Linked DNA regions of Mus musculus: region 2 is linked to region 1. The links are chromatin contacts, called in public HiChIP or PLAC-seq maps. All regions are on one chromosome and are shown on one strand. The core of a region is the stretch at or near the end of the contact, and the rest is flanking DNA. Distances in the headings are between cores, read along the strand shown.

Region 1 (5,993 bases), core at 47-2,546:
ATGTCTGGAACATGCTATATTTGGAACATCACTGTACATTTTTTTAAAAAGAAGTATTCATTGTTTATCTGGAACTCAACTTTCACTTGACTTCCTGAATTGTATCTCCATGCAACCACGGGCATGCAGAGTTCTCAAGAAAAATATCACCTGGACCAGCAACCCATTGTGAGCATCCATAAGGATGATGCCCTGGATGTTGGAGAGGAAGATTCAGAGGAAAAAGGATGCTCACCTTCTCAGGGGCTACCACTTGGAAGAATCCTTGCACACACCCAGCCCCTGCTGACAGAAGTCATTTTCAGAGCATCCAGGTCCCCAGCCCAGCCCTAGACTAAACCATCTTCTTGATGAATAGCTGACTACTCCTCCTATTGCCCAACTTCAGGGACATCTGACCACACCCAAGAACACAGACATGGGCTCCACAGGCCCTCACACAAGACACGTACAGTCAGGTGCTGGACACTGTGCCGGTGGTGTAAGTGACATCTCTCAGCTCCAATGTCCTTCTAACTTTTCTTGAAAGGCATTCTTCAGAAAGGGCACTTCTGAGAAGGTCACACAGTAAGTCAGCGAGGCTTCTGAAGACACCCTGCCAGGACTATACCACCTCCAGCGCCTACTTATCAAACACAGATTAATATAGCCCTAAGGGCATTGTTCTCAAAACTATTCAGAGAGAATGCTAGTTAAATAGGAAAAAATGGCTGCTAAATTTAGCTAAAGACTTGTTCTATCAATCAATGGTTTAAAAAAAATCTAAAGACAATATCTTTTCACATTTTCAAATGCGTGTGAGTATGTGTTTGTGTGTATGTGAGTATGTGTGTGTGTTTGAACATACTAGCATGTGTTGTCCACAAACCACAACATACATGTGAGGTCAGAAGACAACTTGAAGGATTCTATTGTCTCCTTCTACCTTGTGGATCTGGGGATAAAACTCTGGCCATCAGGCTGAGTAGCAGGGGCCTTTAGATGCCGAGTTATCTCACTAGCCCAAAACATCTTCTCTTTATGCTGTCAGTGCTGCAAACACATTGTCATAGAGCACTGCGCTCCCCAGAGATTTGAGCCAGCTATCTTCTCCCCAAAAACCCAAATAGCCTGAGGAACATGCAAAACTGGTCTTTATGCCCACTGTTCTTAGGCCTCCCAAAGGTTGTAACTTTTATTTGACTGAGTGAGCCCAAAGTTCTGTCCAGATTTTGTAGCCCACTGTTGACTTAATGCTCTCAAGAGCTCTAACCATCTCCCTAGGGCATTGCTGTGTGCAGCAAGCAGCTCTCAGGTCACTGGAAGTTTTCAGGCATCATCAGCAACCTAAAAACCAGGCCTGACTTTCCTTAGCTTTAAACCACCAATCAAGAGGGGTAAACAAACCTCCTTTATCCTTCTGTCTGAGTCTTGATAACCGCTGTTACTAAAATAGTTAGGAAGGATGCAAGAACCATAAGACAGAGAGAAGGGCTGCAAAATACTATTGTCTGATTGTGACCCAGCCATTGTAATCAGGAAGTCAGCAGCTGCAGTTGCCTGCACTGAGCCTGCCAATCATGGATAAGGACAGATCTCCTGGGGCCCTACCTCTGCTGAACTATTGGATAATGGTGGATTTGGGGTACGGTTATCTTCATATGTGTACCCAGCACTCATCATAACCAGACTTCATTGGATAGCTCCATACCCATAGTCACACAGATGGCCCTGCCCTGGCTTTACTCAGTGGAACACAAAACTAAACACAAAGTCATAACCATGGGAAAGGGACCGATAAGGCAGAAGGGGGATGGCTGGAGGAAGGGAAAGATAGAGAAGGCAAAGTGAAGGAAATCAGAACGCATTGTAGATATGTATGAAATGGCCAAAGAACAAATGTGGTTAATAAAACAGGGGAGAGATGTTTGTTCTTCCTTCCAGTGTCCTTTGAGCTGGGTGGCTTTGTTTTTTGACCTCACAGCGCCCCCTGCTGCTCTAACTAGCCCATCTCCATAAACAGGTCATACTGGAGTTCAAAAAAAAAAATAGGTCAAAGAAGGAAAACACTCTCTTTTCACAGCTGATCTCAAAGCTGTTCTCTGTCTCCATTCCCCATCATCCCCGAGACTGATACCTGCTTCTGTATTGGTCCTATGAGCTCACTATTCACCAGTCAGTAAAAGAGGACGGGCTTCAAGGATAAGAGATAGTACTCTAAGAGACCCAGAGAAGTGGATATTTTCCCTACAAAATGATGAATACAGGACACTAGCTATCTTGTGGAATACTCAGATATGTGTCTAAGATGGAAATCTCAGAAGCATTTGGAATGTGTGTGTGTGGGCCAAGTGTCCAGAAAAGAGCTTTGACATCCCTGTCTTCCTGTGGCACCTTCCATTCCAAGATTCCTGGGGACAACCTGGCTTAATGGATACGAAGAAGTACACCAACGAAAGACAAGGACCAGCACATCTGCAGGCAGAGATAATGCAAAGGCTCCTGCTTTGAAGAAAGACCTTGCGGATTTGGGCAAGAATAAGGATGAAGAACTCTACCATGATGTTTCCCTAGTGCTACTCTCTATAAAGCTTTTAAAAAACATTCTGAGGGCTATGGGACATTCTACTATGTCACGGATGCCATCTCTGGAGCAGCCTGTGGGAAGAACAGCCCTGGCTCAACCAAGTCGGTGATACCTTTTTTTGATGGGACTGTGACTGACTCCTGCAGGTCAGAATTCTCAGCCATCTGTGGGGTCTATTTCACAGTTATCCTTCTGATAATCAAGCCCCAACAGGTTGCATCTCACTTATGAAGAGCTGACAATTGGTAGTGGCTCCCTGGAGCACACTGGTAAGAAGCATTCTTGGGTCCTGTCTACACTCGGAGAGAAAGAGAGCTCTTCTATTCACACGATGAAAGTGAGAGGAGGAAGCAGGACCACACTATTATGTATTTACCTTCTGTGCATGAGGTGTCCTTCCCTCTAAGTCCTGCAGAGAGACTAATCAGAGCCAACTCTCTGTTGGATTATCCTTTTGGTAAAGGGCAAATTTTTCCATCTCTGTCTTTTCCTTGGCTTCCCTGGGTATCCCACGGGCCATTTCCCTTGCTATCAATTGCTATTGCCTGCAGCATTGGAAATAAATGAAGGCTTTTTATCTCTCATTTGCCATGTCCTTCTTCACTGTGCCATATTCACTATTTAAGAGGGAGAATCATTCCCTGGGCCAGCCAATAGCTTCTGTGGGGAGAGAGTGCCCAGGAAAAGTCCTGTTCTCTTGTGGCACGTGAAGGGAGAAGCAGACGGCAGTACTAGGACCCAAAAGCCCTGAATTCTAATCCTAGCTATGATTCAAACCTACTTACATGACCTTGAGTAAATTTGTCTTTACCTTCCCAGTGAGCAATTTGCACTTGGCAATCCAGGGCTCTCACTCCAGAGTCCCACTATATAGAACAGTGATCCTGTCCCAAGACTTTAAGAGTTTATAGCACCGAGTGCATGCTGCTTGAATTCTCCCATTGCCCAGCAAGAAGAGAAAGGAAGGCATGTTTCTCTATTGGAGGGTAACAGAATGTCTTGGTTTAATGTGTGCAACTCATCGGAGCCTGGAGGTCCACGTCCAGATGCCAACTTGAAATCCAGTTATTATTGCATCTGGAGAGAGAGGAGTGCTGAAAACAGCCTTTGGCAAAGCCATCAATTTGGAAGGAAAAAAAACTGCCTGGTGTGATAAGATTTTTGAAATCTTATTTATCATCTTTATCCTAAAATGAACTCTTCTTCCCCCCTACTTCTCCTCCAAAAGAGGAAAGGAAGGCAGTCCCTTCTCAGGGAAGATGGGCCTCTCTGAGGAACACGGAGTATCTCTTTGGAGTGAAGAAAGAGCAAAGTCATTGCCTTTGAACCAAGCTGACGGCAGGTTTTTGTAAAGGTGCTCACTTCTGTGGGTACAGAATTAATAGGAAATTGGCATTTTTTTTTTTGGAGCCATGACTGGAAGACTCATGAAACTCAGCAAGTAACATCTGACAGAATTACTTTTTTTCTACCTGAAAATTGCTGGAGGGAGATGGAAGTGTTCCTTCAGGAATAGTAACAAAATATGGATATTTAATACAATTCAACTTAACAAATACTTATTAACAACCTACAATTTTCCCACGAATCATCCAGGCCGATTTCTAAAAAGACATTGTCAATGTCCCAAGAGACGCAAAGGCTTTTGTCAATGGACCAGGGATGTGAACGAACAGTAGTGGACTTTGTCGTGAGCCTAGGACATAGTTAACAGTGGCCCTGAGTGATGTGGCTTCAGAAAGAAAAAATGTGCATCACATGGGTAACCTTCAACACCAGGTAATTAACAGTGTTCTTTCTGACTGGCTCTAGTGTGTGTTCACTCACTTTGTAGGAAGAGTTATCTCCCCAGTTGCATGTTTTCCTAAGCTAAATCCATAGAGAGAAAGTGTCTGAAGAATGGTATTTCTGAGTGAGCTCCTGGTACCCAAGGAAGTACTCTGTGTCTTTGTGTAGTAGAAAGGGAAGCCTGGCCTGCCTCATTTACTTTATGGCCCCCAGAGCTCTCCTTCTCTGATCTGGGTCAGTAGTGAGGCACCAAGAGTTGCCTTCTTATCATCTATAGAACAGAATGGGCAAGGAATCGCCTAGCAAGGTTTCCAGAAATAGTCTCCAATCCTTGTGAAACCAGAGACAAAGTCTGTCCTTCTCTAGGCCTGCACTAGTAAAGAGAGATAGTCTCAAATGACAGTCCAAGATGCTGCCTCCCGTTCCTGCTTCATCTCCCTGGAGACTGACCTGGAGTGTGAGGGAAAAGTGTCCCTGCCCCACTCTAAGGCTCAGGACCCAGCACTCTGCAAGAAGCACTAAGGACCTCTACTTTAGGTAGGAGCTTAGTAGCTCTTCAGCCTGTTGAACCTCGCTCCAAGGAGCCTCAGCAGACCTCAGTCCATCACCTGGGGCCTGGAGCCTTGGAGCACACAGGCACAATGAGTTGCCCTATCCAATGGGCGGAAGCTGGGAGGTCAGTTTGGGATTCAAGGACAGACAGCCCATCCTACTAAAAAGAGAAGATAAAGCTACCTTTGCAACTGGAGGGTATGAAGCTGAGGAAGACCTGTGTTTAAACCAAAGGTGTCGGTTTATTTGCTGGGTTTGAATTATCTGGATTCCTTTCAGAAAATATACCTCTCCCTAAGGATTTGGTTCCAAAATTCTGACTTCAGACTTCTAAGAAGATCAAACACGCAGGCAGATGGTAGGGTTGGAAACACCATTTCCCAGTATGCTAAGCAGAGACCTACTTTTCCTTTTTTTTTTTTTTTTTAACTTTTTGTTTGATTTTGTTTAGGAGATGAGGAGAATTAGATGAGCCAGGGGGTAAAAAAGGCACGGCATTTTTTTTGAATAAATTAAATCCAGGAATGCAAACGAAAAACTCAACAGCTTAGAAAGTCCTTAATGATCTCCTAATGCTTTAATTTTGCAAATAAGGACAGTGAAACTCAGAGACATAGTGAAGTTAGTTGCTCAAAGTCACACAGCTGAGACCGATACCCAAGTCCAGGGCAGAACCAAGATGCCTCATAATTCTGACCTGCCCGGAGCCAATGGAGGGAAACAACACTAGCCGCTGCATGGCCGCTACTTGTATACATTTAAGCAAATGTTAGCCAAAATAAAATGTCAGGTTCCAAAAAGAGATAAGACCACTGTGTTATGGCTGGGAATGGGAGAAGCTAGGGAATCAGGGAGAATAACTGAGTCAGGGCAGCAACTGAACGTGCCAACAAAAGAAAGGGACAGCTACCTGCAGGAGCCGGAAAGGCAAAAAAAAAAAAAAAAAAAAAAAAAAAAAAAAAAAAACATGTGCAACACGTGCCTGGCCTTCAGATACTGACCAGAACTCCCTGCACAGCTGACCTAGAGGAACTTACGTTAGGTGAGACTGCATGATTTGATGGCTTTGGACCATGGATGGTGTGAT
Region 2 (5,348 bases), core at 2,848-5,347, 310 kb after region 1:
TTTCTGAGTTCGAGGCCAGCCTGGACTACAGAGTGATTTCCAGGACAGCCAGGGCTACACAGAGAAACCCTGTCTCAAAACAAAACAAAAGAAAAAAAAGTAATGAGGGAGAGCTGAATATGTCAGCGATATCTCAGAGGGTAAGAGCACTTGCTGTTCCTGCAGAGGACCCAGGTTCCATTCATTCCCAACACCCACATGGTAGTTGACAACCACCCTTAACTCCAGTTCCAGGAGATCCAATGCTCTCTTCTGTTTTCTCAGCCAGCAGGCACACATGAGATGCATACATGCACACTTTGGCAAGTACACACACACACACACACACACACACACACACACACACACACACACACACACACAACAAGTTCTAGGAGGAAGAGGACGAGGAGGACGAGGAGGACGAGGAGGAGGAGCAGTGCTCAGGAAGCAGAGGCAGGCAGGTTTCTGAGTTTAAGGCCCGCCTGGTCTACAGAGCAAGTTCCAGGGTTACACAGAGAAACCCTGCCTCAAAAAAAAAAAAAAATCAAAAAGGAGGAGGAGGAAGAGGAAGAAGAGGAGGATGATAAGGAGACATTAAGTTGGAAGGGTTAGAAAGGATATCTGGAAAGTTATTGGTTGGGTGCGAAGTAAATATAATCAAAATACATTATGTGAATGTATGAAATTCTCAAAGAATTAATAAAAATATATTTGGGGGACCTGGAGTAACTAAGAGCACTGACTGCTCTTGTAGAGACCCAGGTTCAGGTCCCAGCACCCACTTGGCTGCTTTGTCTTTTATATTAACAAATACAGAATATTCTTGTTTTTAGACAAGATCTCTCTCTCTACGTAGAACAGGCTGGATTTGAACTCACAGATATCCCCCACCCACCTCCACCTGCCTCCTGAGTGCTGAGATTAAATTTGGTAGTGTGCACCACCAAGCCTAGCATTATATTTTTACAAAGAAAAACGAGTTTGACAGATGAGATGGCTCAGTGGGTAAGGATGCCTGCCACCAATCCTGACAACTTAAATTCAATCACTGGCACTCCCAGGGTGGAAGAAGAGAGTTGACAGCTCATGAAAGTTGTTCTCTGATCTTCATAGGCATGTATGCTCATGCACTCCAGGGCACACACACGGTAAATGAACAAACAAGAAAACAAATAGGTGGAGAAGAAGATGGCTTAACGGGTAAAGGCGGCACCAATGAACTTTAATTCAGTCCTTGGAACTCATATAGTGGTGGAGAGATCCAACTCCCAAAAGTTGTCCCTGACCTACACACACACCACCACATATACTCACACACACACACACACACACACACACACACACACACACACACACACGGGGGTGGGGGGATGATACAATATTTTTATTAAGAAAATCCAATAGTAATGACATGTCTTTAATTTTAGCACTGGGATGGTAGAGACAGAAGATGAGGAGTTTGAGGTCAGCCTTGGCTATATGAGACTCTGCCTCAAAACACTAAGAAAAGGGGGGCTGGAGAGATGGCTGAGCAGTTAAGAGTGCTTGCTGCTCTTCCAGAGGGCAGTACCCAGCACCCACATCTAGCAACTTACAATTGTAGGCTAACTCCAGCCACAGGGGATCTGATGTCCTCTACATGTACTTACACATGGCATGACATGACATGACATGACATGACATGACATGGCACACACACACACAGTCATACTCACATAAAAATAAATCTTGGAGCCGGGAGTGGTGGCGCACGCCTTTATTCCCAGCACTCGGGAGGCAGAGGCAGGAGGATTTCTGAGTTCGAGGCCAGCCTGGTCTACAAAGTGAGTGCCAGGACAGCCAGGGCTACACAGAGAAACCCTGTCTCGAAAAACCAAAATAAATAAATAAATAAATAAATCTTGGGGAGAAATAAGTTGGGAGTACATGGAAGAAATATGTACAGATAAGACAAATTTGCCAAAATTCTGAAAGGAGATGCTGAGAAAGTCAAGAGAAGCTGAGGAAGGAAGGAAGGAAGGAAGGAAGGAAGGAAGGAAGGAAGGAAGGAAGGAAGGAAGGAAGGAAGGAAGGAAGGAAGGAAGGAAGGAAGGAAGGAAGGGGGAGAACCTGAGTAGCTAGAGGTTAAGCTACCCAGCCACAGCTGAAACCAGGGCAGAGAGATAGCTCCTGCCCCACCCAAAGTTAAAGCAGGGGTGTAGGGCACATCCCGGATCCTCCTTCCTCCTCCTCATCCCAATCTTCCCCAAGAGCTGAGACTGCACTGAGATTATTCTGAAAGGGAACCTGGGAAATGTAGTTTGCAGAAAGTTGCGCAATAAATCTCAATACAGGTGACTAGTTGGCAGATAACCTCGTTCCTTATTTACAAACAGTCAAGTGTGTTTGTATTTGAGATAGGGCCTCATTGTGTAGTATTGGCTTGCCTGAAACTTACTAGGTAGACAAGACAGGTCTCAAACCCGTAAAGATCTACCTGCCTTGAACCCTTGAGTGCTGAAACTAAAGGTATACACCAACATGACCAGCTGTTTTTACATAAAATCTATCCTAGAAAGTAGTCAGGTGTTAAAATTCTTGTTCCAGCTGGACATGGTGACGGGTTTATGATGCCATCACTTGGAAGTAGAGGCAAGAGAACCAGGAGTTCAAAGCCAGCCTAGGATACAAGAGACCTCTCAAAAACAAACAAAGTCTTTGATCTGAGGATTCTAGAATCTACCATGTCATCTCTAGCAGCAGGGAGTCTGGTCCAGACAACTTGACTGAGTCTTGTTGTCTGAGTCTAGCTCTTTTATATGCCAAGAGTTTGATTTAGAAACAAGGTATCTCAACTATTTGTGACTCAGTTTCCAACACTGACTTCTCAGAGGTGTGGTCACCTTTCAGTGAGATAATATATGCAAAATGCTATGATTAATACCTAGCAGATGGTGAGTGATTCTCTAGAAGCACTGAAAATATTTGTTGACATTTATTTTAATCATTCATCCACACACACACACACAAGTTGCAATGTATGCCACAGCACACAGGTAGATGGCATTTATTCATGTTTCATATACACATCACAAGTAGCCTGATGATAAATTTAATCAAGTATTTTTAGCAATGCTGAAGATGAAACAAAGTTTTACTGTATGGAATTTCCCACCTGTGGCACTATGTTGGTGCTCAAATTGTTTAAAACAGTGGGAGCCATTCAGATTTGAATATTCAGATTTGGGGAAGGTATTACTAAACTTCTCCATGCCAGCACTTCCTTATCTGTAAAATGGAAGTAACCATAGACTACCTCACAGGACTGTTGACAAGAGGAACAAACATCTCGCTGTTAAATATTTACTATATGTATACTAAATGTACTTAGGTATAAGCCTGAAATGTGAAAAAAAATATTCAACTTGTTATTCTTTTGTAAATATTACCCACCTGTGCCACAGGAAACCGGAAACCCACAAAATTTAATAATACTACCCTGTAACTGAGAATAATTGTTGCTATCAGATAGAAACACCTCACTTCCTATGTCTGCCAACGTGCTTAGGGCTCAATCTACAATGTTACCCTAAATGTTCACAAGTACCATAGGAGGGAGTCACACTATCATGACCCTCAATTTTTACAGGACTGCTTGAACGGAGGAGTAATTTTCTCAAGTTCACGGATCCAGCAAGTGAAGCCATATTATGTCTTTACCATTCGTAGAGATCACTGCATCTCAGCAGGAGAGCAAGCAACACTCTTGGGACAAAGGTACCCAGTCTAGGCCCCAGCCTACAGGAAGTGTCAGTTTCCAAAGCTGAGGCGGGGGCGGGAGTGATGAATAAACATTGTAACAGATAATTATAATAGCGCCTGGTAATTGGTTCAGTAAAGGCTTACTACCAGAAGCGCTACGGGATCTAAGGCGCTGGGTGAAGAAAAAGTACTGAGGATTTAAGGGTCCAAAGACACGTAGCAGTTACGGCGGGAAAAGCAGACATCCTTTGACAAGACACATCTGAAAGATAACGCAGGCGGCAGCCAAAGGGCGATCCGGAGCGTGACGGCAAAAGCAACCCGGAAAGGAGCTGAGCGCAGGTGGGCGTGGCCGCGCGGTGACTGGCAGGGGTGGGGCCAAGCTGGCCGCGCCCCTCGTCGCCGGCTGCTGGGCTTCGGCCGGGGTCCGCTGGGGCACCGCGAGCTGTGCAAAGCCGCCGTCCCCTAAGGGCCGCGGGGACCGAGCCGCACGCCGGCTCGGGGACGGGCAGTCCACAAAGTTTGGTCCGCGGAGGACGCAGCGTCGAGCCCGGCAGGTGCGGCCGGGCCTGGCCGGGGCGCTCGCGGCCTTCCGGGCGAGCACCGCCGGGCACTGGTAAGGAGCGATCAACTCTGAAGTTAGCAAGAGGCGTCACGCCTGTTCCTCTCCGCCGTGCGTCCAGCCCTGGCACCCCGAGCCTGGGTCGCACCGGGGCTATGCAGCCCCCACCCGGCGAGGAGCTTCCTGCCAGGTAGACAAGAGGCGCCCCGGGACCCTGCCGGCACCCCTGTTCAACCCAGGATGCTATCGGCCCTCCCTCTTCTTTTCCTCCTCCTCGGTAAGAGTCCCCGCCCCGGTGTCACTGCCCGCCGTCCCGCGCCCTCCTTGGTGACCCACGACCCCTGCGACCGCCGCCCCGTCGAGCCTCGGCCTCCTCTCGGGCTGTCCCACACTGTCCCTCCCACTCACAGCCAGGGAAGGCGACCTTTCGGCGAGGTCACGCACCTCCTTCCGGCTCCTCTACCCCTTCCTATAAACTGTCCGGAAGTCTCAGATGGGCCTCCCCTTGGAGTTGCCCAGGTGAAGAAAACTTGACTCTCTCTGCTGCCCTTTCTCGATTCCCCCTCTAGGAGGTGCTCTGGCCCGCCCAGACCGGATCACTTTCCCACGTTCTGGTAAGTAAAGCGAGTTCCTAGGGTTCTGGGGCATGGGAATGAAGATGCACCCTAGAGAAAAGAATCTCTCCCCTGGATCCTGGAGTCTGCTGTAATTTTAGAATAGGTATCATCCATTACTTTACAGAAGGGGAAACTGAGGCTCAATGTGAACTGGCACCTGGTAGTTGTTAAGAACCATCTCGTTTTTTTATGTGTAATATCCGTGTTTTGTCTCCCTAGTTAGGGTAAGGTCTTCCTGAGAGTAGAAACAGTATTTCTCTGCCAACTGACCCTGTGGCTGGCACAAAGCCTACAGTAACATTACTTATAGTGTGAATACTTAAGATGAAGTATAAAGAATATGGAAAAGGAGTAGGGTTGTCAACTCCTATAATCCCAGCACTTGAGAGGCAGAGGAAGGAGAATCAGTTCAAGGCCAGCCTCAGCTATATAGTGACTTTGAGGAT

Evidence for each region. HiChIP or PLAC-seq counts read pairs in DNA pulled down with a chosen protein or histone mark.
Region 2: an H3K4me3 HiChIP or PLAC-seq map of the SCID.adh cell line shows a contact between it and region 1, with 9 read pairs. The contact joins the promoter of Lrp10 here to the enhancer-like site in region 1. A contact is called at or near these places in 8 of 39 promoter capture datasets (the 3T3-L1 cell line, cranial neural crest, embryonic stem cells and 4 more), 1 of 484 Hi-C or Micro-C datasets (the N1E-115 cell line), 5 of 115 datasets of contacts at active chromatin or transcription factors (the SCID.adh cell line, effector CD8 T cells, embryonic stem cells and 2 more) and 4 of 9 other capture datasets (adipose tissue, embryonic stem cells, liver and 1 more).

The regions. Positions count from the first base shown.
Region 1 is chr14:54,151,070-54,157,062 of GRCm38.p6, forward strand. It overlaps Tcra, Tcrd, the pseudogene Traj61, the pseudogene Traj60 and Traj59. Among named protein-coding and RNA genes, the nearest start is that of Gm30275, 28 kb to the left of the region's middle. Within about 2 kb of position 1,297, at least 11 of the 459 cell types and tissues checked have an H3K27ac peak or open chromatin away from gene starts, as enhancers often do. A contact at or near this core is called in the SCID.adh cell line, where this site is marked.
Region 2 is chr14:54,460,050-54,465,397 of GRCm38.p6, forward strand. Lrp10 (low-density lipoprotein receptor-related protein 10) reads left to right here and starts at 4,098. Exons shown (of 7, transcript NM_022993.3): 1 at 4,098-4,562; 2 at 4,855-4,899. The coding sequence starts at 4,526.